Linked DNA regions of Mus musculus: regions 1 and 3 are each linked to region 2. The links are chromatin contacts, called in public Hi-C and promoter capture Hi-C maps. All regions are on one chromosome and are shown on one strand. Each heading gives the region's core, a stretch centred on a gene start, on an enhancer-like site or on the middle of the called end of the contact. The rest is flanking DNA. Distances are from core to core; before and after follow the strand shown.

Region 1 (2,700 bases), core at 82-2,581, 7.2 Mb after region 2:
GAACCCCATGCCTTCTTCTGGCCTCCATGGTCACTTGGTAAAAAGGCAAACTCATTAATCTCTCTAATGCCCCAATTCTTTTAGCATGAAAACCGACTTCTCTAAATTGTCATTCTGACACTGCTCACTCATTTAACTTTTTGGAGTTACACAGTCCTGTAGTTTTCTCAATGCTTTCAAAGTTAGGAAACATCTTCCAAATGTTTCTAGGATCATAATCTGCTAACAGCCTTCCTTTGGCACCTCCAACTGCACCTCCCTTGACTCCACCCACACATGTTCTAAGAGGTGCTTTCATACAACTTTGATCATGTCCCAAAATTCTGACCATTGATCCACTTTCTCCCCTACCTTCAGGCTTGGTAGCTCACTAAAGGGAAGATTAGATAAACCTATATACCTTGTAAATGAACAAGACCAAACTAAACATTAAACTCACATTAAAATCAATCCTGATATTATCATAAGCTGACCCTTACAAGCATATGAAATGCAACCTGAAAAACAGAGAACCTGCTGATCTCTTATCAAATAATAGCTCATCCTGGCTTGGGACTTATTGTCATCTCTGTTTCCACAAACTAAAATTTGTCTTTGTCTCTTTTTCTTTCACTTACACATCGAGATATTTGCTGGTTATATATCATGGTTCTCAATACGCAAACGAATCCTTTACACAATACCTAAGATCCGTTATGTGACTTACAACAAAACCTTGCCAAATGTTAGGCCCTAAAGACAAAAGACTATAAAATCACAGCCATCACAGAAATCCCGGCTTAGGTACACCAGGTAGGGAAGCACGAGATACACTACTTCATAGAAAAGTCCCAAATGCGAGCGAGAAGGGACCCGCAGCACAGCACAGAGGCCTCTATTTACCTATCACCTTCCACGACAAGCTGGTAGAGGTTTTATCTACACGCTACAAGGAAACCCGCAATTGGGGTACCGGACCCTCATCCCTCGCAGCGCCCCAAGACGGCCCCGGGGAAAACGTGTACAGAAAGCATCCGAAACTCGAAGAAAGAAGAGGTCCACGCCCGGCCCGCCGGCGCGCGCAGGCAGAAGCGCGTGCATCTCCCCTGCACCAGAACAGCCCTGGACAGCAAGACCAGGCCGCACACAGCGGCTCGGACTGGGACGGGCGAATGCTCACCTACGACGCCCTCGAGGCGGCTCCGAGCCCTCACGGCGCACTGGGTTTGGAAAGGAACCGCCGATGCACACGGGAGACGAGAAACACGATCCACTGAAGGGCGAAACACGCCAGGTAGCACCAGAAAGGCGGCGCGGACGTGGCGTCACCCGCGAGGCGCGCTGAGTGACGTCACCGGGTGGGTGTGGCCAGACGCGCCTCCTCAGGAGCTCGAGGGTGCTCAGAGGGTCCAGGGGATCGGGGAGCCCTCACCCGGCAGAGGCAGGACCTTGCTGTCTGCTGTCCCTCAGCTCTTTGACACCCGGTTGTTTTTGCCCCACAGTTGGGCTTTGGCCCAGGATCACAGGTGACTGGGGTCGGGGAGGGAGTTTGGCCGCCAGCCGGGGAGTCGCGCGCGTGCGCACGACACCAACCGGCTCCCACGCGCCGGAACTACGCTCCTGGACTAGAGGGATGGAAGAGCTCCGCTGCCCCGAAGCCAAGCTGGCGCCACCAGAGGTAGTCATAGCTACCGAAGCCCCGCCACCCTCCCTTGTGGATCGATACTTCACTCGCTGGTATAAAGCGGGTAAGTGCGGGATGGTGGTGAGCTCCGCTTTACCGCACGGGTGCAGGCACTTCTGCCACGCGATGCAAGCCACCCGTGCTCTTCCCTGAGCATCCTAGTCCCAGGAATACAGATTTGCGCTGATGAAGAGCTAAAATAGGCGCTTTCCTTCGTGGGAACCGCAGCGCCATGTGTGGGTTGTTTGCAGGAAAGGACGTGAACTAAACTAAGGAACTCCGCGTTGGTCTATCTGGGCTTTCCCCACACTACTAAGGGTTGGTGTGCTTGGAGGGATCAATCCTACGCCGAACCGGGAAGAAACCTTAGGCATGGAGAGAAAAATTAAGAAATGTTAAGGAAGCAGTATCTAGTGTTAAGAAGAAACTGTGCATATTGTCCACTGGACGTTTGAAATAGGCTTCTCTGGTGTTCGTTCTGCCAAGAAAATACCGATACCACCTTTGGGGATCCTCCTCTAGCCTCTATTTTAGCCTTTTTAAATTCAGGGAAACCGGTAGACCCACATATAATATTTAGGATAAGCATCCTAAATTCTCTTTAGGACTGAATTTAAAAAAAAACGTGTGATTTTTGCATACCATCAAGACAGCCTCACAAAACACCACCATAATGTCAGCAATGTGGCGCTTATAATAGTGTTTCTCTAGGTGTACTCATTTTAAAGTGACAAGATGGAGGAGCTAAGAATGTTACCTGCCTTAACACTGAGTAAAGGATTCTATGTAAATTAGGCCACTTAAAATACTTCATAGCCTTTATTTACTTTGCCCACTGTGCTCAGCTTCGCAATGAACAATCTTCATGAACCAAAGGAGGTAATCACGTGGTAAATGCCAGTTCAACAACCTGCGACTCATTTATTCCTCTAGATGTTAAAGGAAAACCCTGTGAGGACCACTGTATACTCCAGCACTCCAACCGGTAAGCAAACCGGGAATCTTAAACTATCAACACTTTCCTTCTGGTAGCTAGC
Region 2 (2,700 bases), core at 78-2,577:
TGGCCTGGCAAGATGGTTTAGTGGGTAAAGGTGCTTGTCACCCCGAGTTCAGCCCTTGAGACCCGAGCCTTCGAAGTACGACCTAGCTCCAAAAGTTGTCCTCTGAGCTTTACATGTGGGCACTCGAACACCTATGCACACATTAAAAAAAAATCATATTAAGACGGGTACTGAGATTACAGACTAATTGACTTGTTCTTAATTAACACCCTCCTCCCCCCCCCCGACCCCCCCCCCCCCATCCCCAGTGTCTCTGGTCAGTATCTTATCCTCTCCAAACACTAAAGCAGTAGTTTCCAAACCTGTGATGAGAATCCATAGGGGGAAGATGGGATGGGATGAAGGTGGCTTTATTTTTTTTTTTATTTTTTATTTTTGGTTTTTGAGACAGGGTTTCTCTGCGTAGCTCTGGCTGTCCTGGAACTCACTCTGTAGACTATGCTGGCCTTGAACTCAGAAATCTGCCTGCCTCTGCCTCCCAAGTGCTGGGATTAAAGGCATGCGCCACCACCGCCCGGCGAAGGTGACTTTTTAACCCTACAAGAGACTAAAGTTCTCCAGCTGAGTGTCATTTGCAGGTAGTGCTAAATAGAGACCCCGCTTATTTATTTTGGCCTTCCCAGACAGGAGTTTCTCTGTGTAGTATTTATTTATTTTGAGGCAGGGTTTCTATGCATAGTATGTATGTATTTATGTGCTTATTTATTTTGGTTTTTCAAGACATGGTTTCTCTGTGTAGCTCCGGCTGTACGAGAACTCGCTTTGTAGACCAGGCTAGCCTTGAACTCAGAGGAATCAGCCCGCTTCTACCTCCTGAGTGCTGGGATTAAAGGCGAGTGCTACCATCGCCGTGCTGGAATCCCCTTTAAGGAAACTACACAGAACTAGAAATCGGTCAAATTCCTTGAGTTTTACGCAGGCTATTTCATCTCTTTAAAGAGTGCTCCACCCACACCTCAGGTAAGGGCGCTTGCCCTTTGGGAGATGGACAGGACCATCAACCAATTAGCAGCTTGGATGAGATAGGACCGCCCCCCCAACACAAAACATAAACAAAACGCTTTCCGTCAGTAATAATAATGGACCTTAAAAAAAAGAAAACAAAAAACAAAAAAACCGTACACAATGCTTCGCGTTGAAGAGACCGGTCACTTTGGGACTGGAGTCTGAAACAGTCCCCGCCCATCCCAACACAGAGGCGGCAGCGCACACGCAGAACTGACTGCGCCCCCTCCTCACGCGTCACTTCCGCCTGGCGGTCTCCCACACGTCACTTCCGCCCTCTCCTCGCCGTGCCTCGGGTAAAGTTGAAGCAACTTCCTTTTCCTTTTCCCTACTTCCTCTCCGTGCCTCCGCCTCCGTGGAGCTCAGTCCCTCTCGCAGCGGATCCCAAGTGAATCCCTTGGAGTCCCTCTCGGGCCTTCGTGAAGAAGCGCTGGGAGCCGCGCGCTCCCTGCGGCGGGAGTTGCCAGAGCCCAGGTTTGCTCTGTCGTCTGCTGCTCCCGGGCCGTGAGCGGCGAGGACTCTCGGGTCCCATCTTCCCGGCCTGTAGTTAGCCACGCCGGAGCCAGCGGCCAGCGCTCTCCAGTCAAGCTGCGCTCTCTCCTCAGCTCCCGTCTCCTCTCTTTGCAGGCGAGGTCCAACCCAGATTGCTGCTTGCCATTGACGCCTCGTCCCGGAGTTTGGATCGGAAGCCGGCTGGATGTAGACCCCTGATGGCCGCGGTGCTCGCCATCTAGCATCCATTCCACCTCCTTGTGAGTTTCGGAACCAGAGTCAGGTAGGAAATACTGAAAGAGCATCCCGTCTGAACAGATAAAGAAACGGGGATTGTTGGCAGGTTCGGTCTCTAAAGGCAGCCCGGCTCCCCAAAGGAAGCGCTGGGGTGCTCACCTACGTCTGACATCTGGAGAACTAACTGCTCAGGGAGCGTTTACAAGGCTCTGCAAAGAGAACGCTTGCATTTCTGGGTGCTTAGTGTTCATCTGACATTATGCTAAGTTGTTTCTATAACTATGCCATCCATTTGTTGCAGTAAGTCTAGCAACATGTTGTTGTCCTTCGTTTAGGAAACCGAGATTCAGAGATAACTGACTTGTATAGGATTAATGACTTAGCTAATGTTTCCCACGTCTCTTGCCCCAAGTCTCCTAATACTTTAACCTTAACCTCTGTCATAAATAAACTCTCCTTCTTTTAGTTTTTTGTTTTTGGCATCTCAGGAAGTGAGAATCCTGAAATTTATTCATAGCTTCTCTATTATTTGAGTAGAATTTTATTTGTTATTAGCATCTTGTGTAGAAATTTATAATCCTGTCAATCCCATTCCTCAACAGTTCCCCTCCCCCTTCTCTCTTGATTTAGGGTTGATGGGTTTTGTCGTAGAATTATTTGATTTAGGTTAAAGAGTTGGCCTGAAAAAAATTACTAGTTTTTATATACAGGTACTTTATATTGTGGCATGTCTGCTTATCTTGATTCAGTTCATGTTTTCTATTTTTGTTTCTGTTTTTTCATTCAGAAAAATATAACTGTCATCTTATACCAAGATGTCAGGAATTGGAAATAAAAGAGCAGCTGGAGAGCCGGGCACATCTATGCCTCCAGAGAAGAAGACAGCTGTTGAAGATTCAGGGACCACCGTGGAAACAATTAAGTTAGGAGGTGTCTCTTCAACGGTACGAGAAAACGAGGCTGCAA
Region 3 (2,700 bases), core at 129-2,628, 9.4 Mb before region 2:
GGCGACCCCAGCCCTTGGGAGCTCCGGGTGGAAGAAGGCCCAGACCACAGGGCTGCTCCAGGGCCTACTGGAACCCCTCACCCATTGTTCCCGGCCGACTCACCTCCGAGGACGCGGTGGCAGGAACCGCTGGGCCGTTGGAAGCCAGCTCCCGCCGGCTCAGTAAGCTCGGCCGGTGGCGGCAGGATCCGCGAAGGCGTACCCGGCGGCTTCGGCGCCTCCCCTCCTCGGCAGGCACCAGAGGGGGCGCTTCACCCTCCTCGCGAGACAGCGGAGACCCCGGTGGCGGCGGCTGCGACCCCTATGACGTAGAACGTTCATCACCCACAGGCAGTTTGGAGGCGGAGAGAAGGCGAGACCAACCCCCCGAGCCCGCGCAGCAAAACACCGCTCCTCCACCCCCTTCCCCCGAGCTCTGGGCGCATGCGCCAAACCGCTGCCGCACGCAGGAGGCGGGACGTTACGGCACAGACCCCGGACCCTGCCCTGCCCCCACCGCGGGGGGGCACAGCACAAACTCCACAATCACAACCAAATATGCAGAAAGGCTGCCTCAGTATCAGTGGAACCTCACAAACTTCAACAAGTTGTTAGGATTCTCTATGGTGCCACGGGAACTGGACTGAGCTCCCAGAGCACCCTGGTCCTTCCGTCTATTTCAGCTGGGTTGACCATCAGGCATTTCTTTTACCCCGCCATAACTCCCTGCGGCCCGCTTCCCTCTTTCCACTCTCGGAAATCTACACTAAAAATGTATCTGACACATCTGCGCCCAAAGCCGAGCGGCCCAGCCTCTGCCGGCCAGGCTTCCACTCTGCACACCACCAGCATCCTGATAGTTGGCCTGCCAAGCTGCCTTTCTCGGGACTTAGTATTTCAAACTTGCTGCAGTCCCAAGCATTCGACAAACTGCCCGTCAACACTTGTTGGCCGGCAGATCCACCATGCGGGCTACCTGTACAACATATTTGAAAAGATTTCCAGCCATCAGCGATAATATTCTGTTTGTTCTTGGTGAACGGCTCAACTAACAGTTCCCAACGATGTTTTTGTTACGTAAAAGATGTTTAAGTCAAGCATAAACATATGAAGGTCTATCCGCATTTGGTGGAAACCGATGTGGGTGTGGGACGGCAACTTTGATTCTTCCACCGTGGACTATTTTCCAATAAACTTTTATATGCACACGATGGCACACTATCTTGTATTAATACCGCACTGCAAATGCAGGATAAAGCAGTTAAGGAATTCCTATGTGAGCGCAAAAAAGGCGCGATCTTCACATTTTCTCTTTTATTCCCTCTGCTGCCTGAAAGGCGGGCTAGGCCCGGATCACGTGATGTGTTCCAACTCCGGGCGGAAGCCCGCGGGAGCGCGCAGAGTCCCGCTGAAAAATGGCTGCTGCATCGGGGTGCAATGCGCCCGCGAGCAGGCTGTAGGGCCCTTGCCACCCCGTCCCCGCTGCTCCCTTACCATGAGGCCGATGAGTCGCCGAAGCCTGGACTGGACTTACTCCCTGGTAGGTACCGAGCAGAGCGGAGCTCCAGAGCGCACCATGGCAGGGCCCGCGAGCCGAAGGTAGACTGTTGGCTCGCAGCTTGGAACTCCAGAACCCATTCCTAAATTGAGCGTTCACGCCCTGCCCTCGGCTCCGCCTCTTCCTGGAGGACACGCTTTTCCGCCTCTGACGTCAGGGGTTGCAGGCCTGCTTGCCTCTGGGCTGCACTGTGTTAGAGGCATGTGATGCCTTTCCACCTGTAGCTGCTTGCTCGGGCTACACAGGGAAAGGACCCGGCACATTGATTTCTTCTTTTTGCTTTTCCTCCCCTCCTTTTAGTTGCTCCTTGCAATCGTCTTGCTCTCTTGGGGATTCGTCATCTATGCATCGACTGTAGCTGCACGACGACAACTACAGAAGGAGTTTCCAGACAAGTTCTTCTGAACGAACTTTTGTAATTCTTAGCAAACACTTCTTTTCTTCAGATGGCACCTATGTAGACTCAAAGTAAAATTCACAATACAAATTTGCGTGTGGCCTTTTGTGATAAGCGTTAACATGCCAATTTTTCAAAATGATCGGACAACACCCCCCCCCCCCTTTTTTTTTTTTCGAGACAGGGTTTCTCTGTATAGCCCTGGCTGTCCTGGAACTCACTTTGTAGACCAGGCTGACCTTGAACTCAGAAATCCGCCTGCCTCTGCCTCCCGAGTGCTGGGAGTAAAGGCGTGCGCCCCCACGCCCGGCTCTATTTTGTATCAGGTCATAGCTTTTCATTCTAGTGCTCAAACACTTCACATCCTCATGTCAAATCAGTATGTAAACAACACTGTGACTAAAATGTGTTTTGCATCCTGTTTATCAAAATGGACAGAAAAAAGTAGCTAATAGCTCTGTTTAGTATTTGTCTTTTTACTGTTAGTCTCAAATCATAGAACCTTTGGACAGTAACACGGACAGTGATAACACTCTGAGAATAAGCTTTATTAATTACTTTTCCAGGAAACAGATTCAGTAAATACAGCACTTTAGGAACATACTTGTGCTGTTACACAAGTCTGTTAAGTTTTTAAGGACTCTTCAATGATGTTGATCAGGAAAATCTCTCATTGGTGGAATTACTTCTCCAGTCTCCAGAATTGTATCACCCTAGGGAAAACAGGAAGTGTTTAATAGAGATTTTTCACCAAATATACATTTCA

The links. Promoter capture Hi-C pulls out the DNA fragments that hold promoters and counts their contacts. A called contact is a pair of places that touch in the nucleus more often than the background predicts.
Region 1: a promoter capture Hi-C map of liver shows a contact between it and region 2, with 6 times the contacts expected there. The contact joins the promoter of Elp1 here to the promoter of Rnf20 in region 2. A contact is called at or near these places in 1 of 39 promoter capture datasets (liver) and 1 of 484 Hi-C or Micro-C datasets (CD8 T cells).
Region 3: a contact with region 2 is called in a Hi-C map of CD8 T cells, with 11 times the contacts expected there. The contact joins the promoter of Smim27 here to the promoter of Rnf20 in region 2. A contact is called at or near these places in 1 of 39 promoter capture datasets (cranial neural crest) and 2 of 484 Hi-C or Micro-C datasets (CD4 T cells and CD8 T cells).

What each region holds. Positions count from the first base shown.
Region 1 is chr4:56,801,000-56,803,699 of GRCm38.p6, forward strand. Elp1 (elongator complex protein 1) reads right to left here and starts at 1,332. Exons shown (of 37, transcript NM_026079.3): 1 at 1,160-1,332. It overlaps Abitram (actin binding transcription modulator), which reads left to right and starts at 1,330. Exons shown (of 6, transcript NM_001081420.1): 1 at 1,330-1,727; 2 at 2,597-2,648. The coding sequence starts at 1,613.
Region 2 is chr4:49,630,733-49,633,432 of GRCm38.p6, forward strand. Rnf20 (ring finger protein 20) reads left to right here and starts at 1,328. Exons shown (of 21, transcript NM_182999.2): 1 at 1,328-1,479; 2 at 1,633-1,780; 3 at 2,522-2,678. The coding sequence starts at 2,550. It overlaps Gm45952 (predicted gene, 45952), which reads right to left and starts at 1,220. Exons shown (of 2, transcript NR_168526.1): 1 at 1,123-1,220; 2 at 1-131.
Region 3 is chr4:40,268,201-40,270,900 of GRCm38.p6, forward strand. It overlaps Smim27 (small integral membrane protein 27), which reads left to right and starts at 1,379. Exons shown (of 2, transcript NM_001349093.1): 1 at 1,379-1,519; 2 at 1,838-2,028. The coding sequence starts at 1,475. The coding sequence ends at 1,942. Topors (topoisomerase I binding, arginine/serine-rich) reads right to left here and starts at 1,641. Exons shown (of 3, transcript NM_134097.3): 1 at 1,474-1,641; 2 at 104-301. The coding sequence starts at 1,476. It overlaps Ndufb6 (NADH:ubiquinone oxidoreductase subunit B6), which reads right to left. Exons shown (of 4, transcript NM_001033305.3): 4 at 2,391-2,647. The coding sequence ends at 2,579.